Linked DNA regions of Zea mays: region 2 is linked to region 1. A link is a contact called in public Hi-C data. All regions are on one chromosome and are shown on one strand. The core of a region is the stretch at or near the end of the contact, and the rest is flanking DNA. Distances in the headings are between cores, read along the strand shown. Region 1 holds the start of LOC100281173 (cytokinin-O-glucosyltransferase 3). Region 2 holds the start of LOC100279556.

Evidence for each region. Hi-C and Micro-C count contacts between places; a contact is called where the count stands out from the background.
Region 2: a Hi-C map of leaf shows a contact between it and region 1, with 8 times the contacts expected there. The contact joins the promoter of LOC100279556 here to the promoter of LOC100281173 in region 1. A contact is called at or near these places in 17 of 25 Hi-C or Micro-C datasets (bundle sheath, ear, endosperm and 5 more) and 1 of 3 datasets of contacts at active chromatin or transcription factors (seedling).

What each region holds. Positions count from the first base shown.
Region 1 is chr2:32,157,101-32,160,177 of Zm-B73-REFERENCE-NAM-5.0, reverse strand. It overlaps LOC100281173 (cytokinin-O-glucosyltransferase 3), which reads right to left and starts at 1,648. Exons shown (of 1, transcript NM_001154092.2): 1 at 1-1,648. The coding sequence starts at 1,488. The coding sequence ends at 73. It overlaps LOC112136070, which reads right to left. Exons shown (of 2, transcript NM_001361083.1): 2 at 1,746-2,576. The coding sequence ends at 2,194.
Region 2 is chr2:32,376,498-32,379,465 of Zm-B73-REFERENCE-NAM-5.0, reverse strand. LOC100279556 reads right to left here and starts at 1,682. Exons shown (of 1, transcript NM_001152553.1): 1 at 1-1,682. The coding sequence starts at 1,619.

The sequences.
Region 1 (3,077 bases), core at 399-2,898:
TTCTTAACACAGATTTCCCGCGCGCGTACTTAGTTGCAGATTCCTCGCGCAACCATCTCAAAGCGGGGCATCTCAGGGTTCAACGCATCGCAGGAACCCTTCCAGGCTCTCCGCCGCCGACCCGCCAGGCGCTTCCCACGCGGCCTCCATGGTGCGTGCGATCGCCGCCACCACCCTCCTCATCTCATCACCCTTCGCCGTGTCCCCCATCACCGTCCGCTCGGCCTCGACCACCGCCCTGCTCTCCACCGCGGAGCTCTCCAGGTTCCCGCGCGCCAGCTCCACGCAGACGCCCCACTCGACCGCGAGATTTGCGTTGAAGAACTGCTCGGCGCCCAACGGCCACCCGATCAGCGGCACGCCGCGGGACAGGCTCTCGAGGACGGAGTTCCACCCGCAGTGGCTCAGGAACGCGCCGGTGGACGGGTGCGACAGGATCCGCATCTGCGGCGCCCACCCGCGCGCCAGCAGTCCCACATTCGCCCTCGCCGTTCGCTCCTCGAAGCCAGCCGGGAGCCACTCGGGCCTGAACACGTCCTTCGCGTCGAACCCCAGCGGCGGGCGGAGCGCCCAGAGGAAGGGGCGACCGCTCGCCTCCAGCCCCAGCGCGAGCTCCATCATCTGATCCGCGCTGATGCTGTTCTGCGATCCGAATGATATGTACAGCACCGAGCGCGGCGGGTGCGTGTCCAGCCACCGGATGATGCTGGCGTCGTCCCGCGAGTCTGACGACGGGGCCGTCGGCTCTGCGAGGACTGGCCCGATTGGCCATGGCTGGACGCCGAAGCTTCTCCGGAGCATGTCGAGGCCGGAGGGTTCCAGTTCCCGGACGGTGTTGACAAGGAGAGCGTCGGTCTTGCGGCAGGAGGCGATGACGCGCCGGAAGAAGGCCGTCCAGGGGTCCGCCCCCGTGGCAGAGAGGATGAACCTCGGGATCTGCGTGCGGTGGAGAACGACGTCTGGGAAATCCGGCAGCGGGAACTCGTCGGCGGCCGTAAGGGCGTGCGGGAGGTGCTCCCACACGGAGAAGAACACGGCGTTGCCGAACGCGCCGCCGGGAAGGAACACCGCGTGGGACGCGCCCCGCGCGCGCGCGACTTCGGCCGTCCACCCGAAGAAGGCATCGGCGACGATGCAGACTGGGGAACCGATGCCGGAGACGAACTTCTCGAACGCAGGGCGGAGCGACTCGGAGGCCGTGAAGAAGGTGATGAACTGGTGGATCTGGACATCGGCGAGGGAGTCAGCGCCTGGGGGCAGGCCGTGGTCGGCGGGGACGAACGGGAGCGCGTGGAGGCGCACGGGTGGGGAGGCAGGCGGGAGCGTGAGGGAGCCCAGGAGCCGCGGGGTGGAGACGAGCGTGACCTCGAGCCCTGGGCGGAGCGCGCGGAGGAGGCCAGCCAGGCGGAGGAAGACAGGGACGTGGCCGTGAGCCAGGAAGGGAAAGAGAACAAAGTGTGGGCTCCTCTTCGCTTCCACCGCCGCCATGGCAATTGATGCAGGCAAGAAGCTGCTGGCCAAGTGGATGGGTGGGTGGAGTTGGTTCTACTGCGGAAGTCGCCGGTCGCCGGCCGACGGCCCCCGGGGAGCGATGTCGCTTGTGCTCCGACGCTGCGACAACGCGCTGATCTGCTTTTTTAGAGGCAGCGTCCGTTGGTGGGCGCGACTTCGTGGTTTCATAACTTATTTTTTGGTACGGACATGCCAAGGGGAAGAGAAAGACGACTCAGCAACAACGATCAGAGGCTACAGGTTAACAGCTACAAAGAGCGATTGCATATGATCGATGATTACATATGATCTGCACTGCAGTTCATGTTGGAGAATATTACAGAATTGGCTACCTGACAGGTGTTCCTAGTGTACTTGTAACTCGAGTAAGAATGCACCGACGCATATAGAATTAACTGAACAATGAACATCTGCAGAGAAGAGGAAGCCTTTCTGAGAGACAACGGCATCAGTAAGACCGTCACGTGCCTCAAATGCTTCATGCTAGTCTGAAACCTTTCTGAGACAACGGCATACAATGACACTACGAAACTATGAACCACTATCATATTTCTCCCTACGAAATGCTGACACAAATAATGAATGCAGATTACAAGAACCCTACTAATTACTATCAATACTAGGAAAAGTCAGTAAAAAAATGTGTATTACCTTTGGCTAATCGAACATATTATAAATACATTATGAGTCATCCTTCTTTGAAGAATCATCAGAGGCAGGCGAGGATGCAGAGCTGACCCTCGTCCTATCTTTAGACTCGCTTAACATGACTACAACATGCCGCATTGGTGGTCTCTCGTACGGAGTCAAGCTAGTACATACCAAAGCAATTTTCATGACCTCGATCATATGATCGACAACACTTTGATCTTGTAAATCCATTTTTTTATCGAGGATCCCTGGACCCAAACAATTGTCCTTGATGTAGTTCTTTACCCATGTTACCAGATCGCCTCCTAGTTCCAAGGGTTGCACAGGGGCACGCCCAGTTAGCAGCTCCAGCAGCACGACGCCATAACTATATATATCACATTTCTCAGTAACCTTCATGGTATAAGCATATTCTGGTCAAAACAAGAGGACTAGGTTAGTACTTCACAGTAGGCATCAGCTTGTAGTTTACTAGCACAAAACCGAAAGGACTTAACCAGCAAATGGATGTCTGTGAGCTTCTGGCACAAGGGTGGGATATCAAGTAGATATATGAATAATATTCAGCTCACATTTCAAGATATCAAGTCTTTAAACATTGAAAATCACCAAGATATGGAAACCCCCACAGCAATATATCACCACAATGGTTCGAGGAAAAGTTGCCTAGTTGGTTTTATTAATATAAAATCCAGATGTCAGCATAAGCTTAAAGTTTCCTTGCTGCCATTTTTTGTGGGAAAACCAACATTATAATAATATTTATTGCAAAGTAACGCCCAATGAAGAATAACTCTACCAGCAAACAAAACACTACATAAATTTAGACATTGTCCTGTGTAAAATATATATGGCAACACCCACACCTAGTAGCACTAAGTTTGACCGATAGCTTCAAGTAAAGAGCACAATAC
Region 2 (2,968 bases), core at 433-2,932, 220 kb before region 1:
CCAAACCTACGCCGGAGTGCTGACACGACGCTCCTCATCCTGGTAATTGTATGAGTCGATGATTGTGCGCCAGCAGCATTGACTGGAAGGTCCATGCCTGCCATTTGATCAGTCAGCGCAGTAATTTGTGCTTGTCCGTTCTCCTGGGCACCATTTTCACTAGCACTCCTAGCATCATGCTCCAACACAATATCCAAGCTGATGGAAAATGATCCCCCCCTAGTAACCTTCAGGTTCTCAATGCACTCGTATGACACTCCACGGCATCTCTTCAGCTTCACCTTGACTAAACTAGGACAACCACCATTCAGTGCTTCCATCCCACGATCTGATACTGGGCACCCCTTGATGCAGAGCTTCTTGAGCGCAGCCCAGCGCTCAGCCAAGCAAATGATCTCAGCATCCCCCACAGTTTCACACCCACAAAGTGCAAGTCGTTCCAGTGTCCGACAGTGCTCGCCAAGCATCCGGAGGCTCAGCACGGTGGGGTTGACCCCTATCAAAACGAGCTCCTGCAGATTTGGACATCCTCGTGCCACAGCCATGAGTCCAAAATCCCCAATCCGGTTTGTGCGCCACCCATCAACATGCAGCTTGCGTAGTCTGTGGCACTTCTCGGCAACACTGATGATGCCCGAATCAGTGCACTCAGGGGTCTTGACAAGGAACAGGACCTCCAGATTGGCACAGGCAGAAAGCGCAGCAAGCCCACGGTCGCCGACCTGTAGTTTCTCGAGGTGAAGCTCAACAAGTCCAGGAGCACGTGCAGTGATGACCTCCAATGGCAGGTCCCAGGCGCCGGAGCACCGCAGTATCTTGAGCGAGCGGAGTTCTGGTGAGGATGCCACAAGCGGCACAAAGCATAGAGCGCTATATAGATCCTTGAGGCAAACAGAACGCAGGGACGAAGCCGGTGGAAATTTGATGTCCTCAGCAATGGAAGTGGTGGCACCGGCCGTGTCTGGTAGGCCCCTGAGGCGCTTGACGGAGAGGTCCTCGAGGAGGGGGCAGGACTGGAGCACGGCGACGAATGCCTTGGGTCCGAAGGTGCAGGACGCAACGGAGAGCTTGCGGATCGCTGGCGCGGCAGCAGCGAGCGAGGCTAGACCGGCGTCGGACAGCTGCCTTAGGCCGCGGAGCTTGAGCCTGGAGAGGCGCCCCGAGGGCAGCGCGGTGGCCACCGCCGCAGCGCCGTAGTCGGAGAGGCTGTCCGCGCCCGACCCGCGCGCCCAGCGGAGCGCCAGCTTCGTGACGGCCGTGAACCGCGCGAACAGCGCGGGGGCAGCGTTGCCCAGCGCGGCGCGGGCGTCGAGGGAGAGGCGGTGGCGCGTGGTGGCGTCGACCTCCATCCAGCGCGAGCAGGCGAGGGAGCAGGCGTTGCGGTCGGTGGGCGAGAGCGACGCGAAGACGAGCGCGAGGATCTCGTCGGGCAGGTCCTGGGTGTAGTCCCGGGCGGGCGGCGCAAACGAGGAGGAACTGTCACTGCCGCTGTCCTCCGCAGCGATCTGCATCGGCGCGGTCAGCCGCAGCGGCGGCGGACTCATCGGCGAGAGCGACCTGCTGCGGCGCGGCGGGGAGGAGAGGGTGGATTTGGAATGCGAGGAGAGAGAGTGGCCCATGCTACGGAACCCCGGGGCGGGCGGAGGAAGAAGTGGCCATCCGGGACGCGCGCGGGGTAGATGCGGGCGGATTTGCCGATCTGGGGCGGCACGGGCGGCGTGGGAAGGGAAGGCGGGGGCGGAGGACGGGATGCTCTATTATTACAGGTTCACAGAACACCCACTTATTCTGCATTACAAGACCGCTCTGCTAACTGTCATCGCTTGTTCCTCCACAGGTTCTTGCACAGCATAAGAAACTGAGGGTATTCTTTTGTTCTTATTCCTTGAATGAAGCATACTAACTGTTTCATCTAAGAGGCGATATTTTTAGTTACTTTATATGATCTTACGTTTAACATGTCTTGAATAACTGAAATATTTCTACTCACTTGTCTCAACTTTATTAACTGCTATGTCCATTGTCCAGGGTTAGACCATTCGCAGCTTGATGATTTTTTTGTTGTTGTTTGCAATGTTTTTAATAATTTGCATGATGTACCTTGCAAAGAAAAATTCTCACCATTGATACTGAGAGTCTTTCTGGGACGTGCACACATTGACACAACTCAAATATCATTATCATTACCGAATAAAAAGAGAATGGAACTGACATTTACAGATTTACTGTTCCAACGGTTCCTATTCCAGATTTCCAGTACCCTACACCTACAATTTCATTGACATCCGTTAGGTCTTGTTCGTTTGTGTCGGATTGCACCCGAAATCGTTTCAGCTAATCAAAGTTTATGTAAATTAGAGAAGTAATCCGGCTAGGAATCGTTCCGACCCACCAATCCGGCACAAACGAACAATGCCTTAGTCATGGTTGAATCACCCGGTTTGTTTGATTAGTTGTGGATAAACCTCCAGGAATCATGCATACCAGCATGGTAACCTTGAGCATAAAGTAATGAACCACCTGACAGTTGTATTTATGTCAGCTTGTATTCAAGAGACTGGAGTGATATAACACTTGTTATAATCTCTGCTCAAATTGAAGCTTGTTTTCTATGTTCCTCAAGTGCGCTGCTAACTTATATATTTAATTTTGTGGTTATATTTTAGGTTTACTGAATGGTGACACACCCCGTGCAACCACATCTTGTTGCTACCATGGAGCAGCCAACAATGGTCGGTGCGCTGGTAGCGTCGGCCACCGGGAACGACGACGTGGGCTCACCGCAGCGAGGGTCGGCCCTTGATTCTTCATTCGGAGAGGTCAAGGGGGAGGATGAGAGCGATATGATCTCTCCTCCAGCACTTGAGCCCATCGCCCCTATGAAGAAAGCTTGTCACCATGAAGATATAGGAGCAAGAAAGGGATAAGGTCCCAAAAACCACCCACATTTCCCGTGGCGAGCGACTCT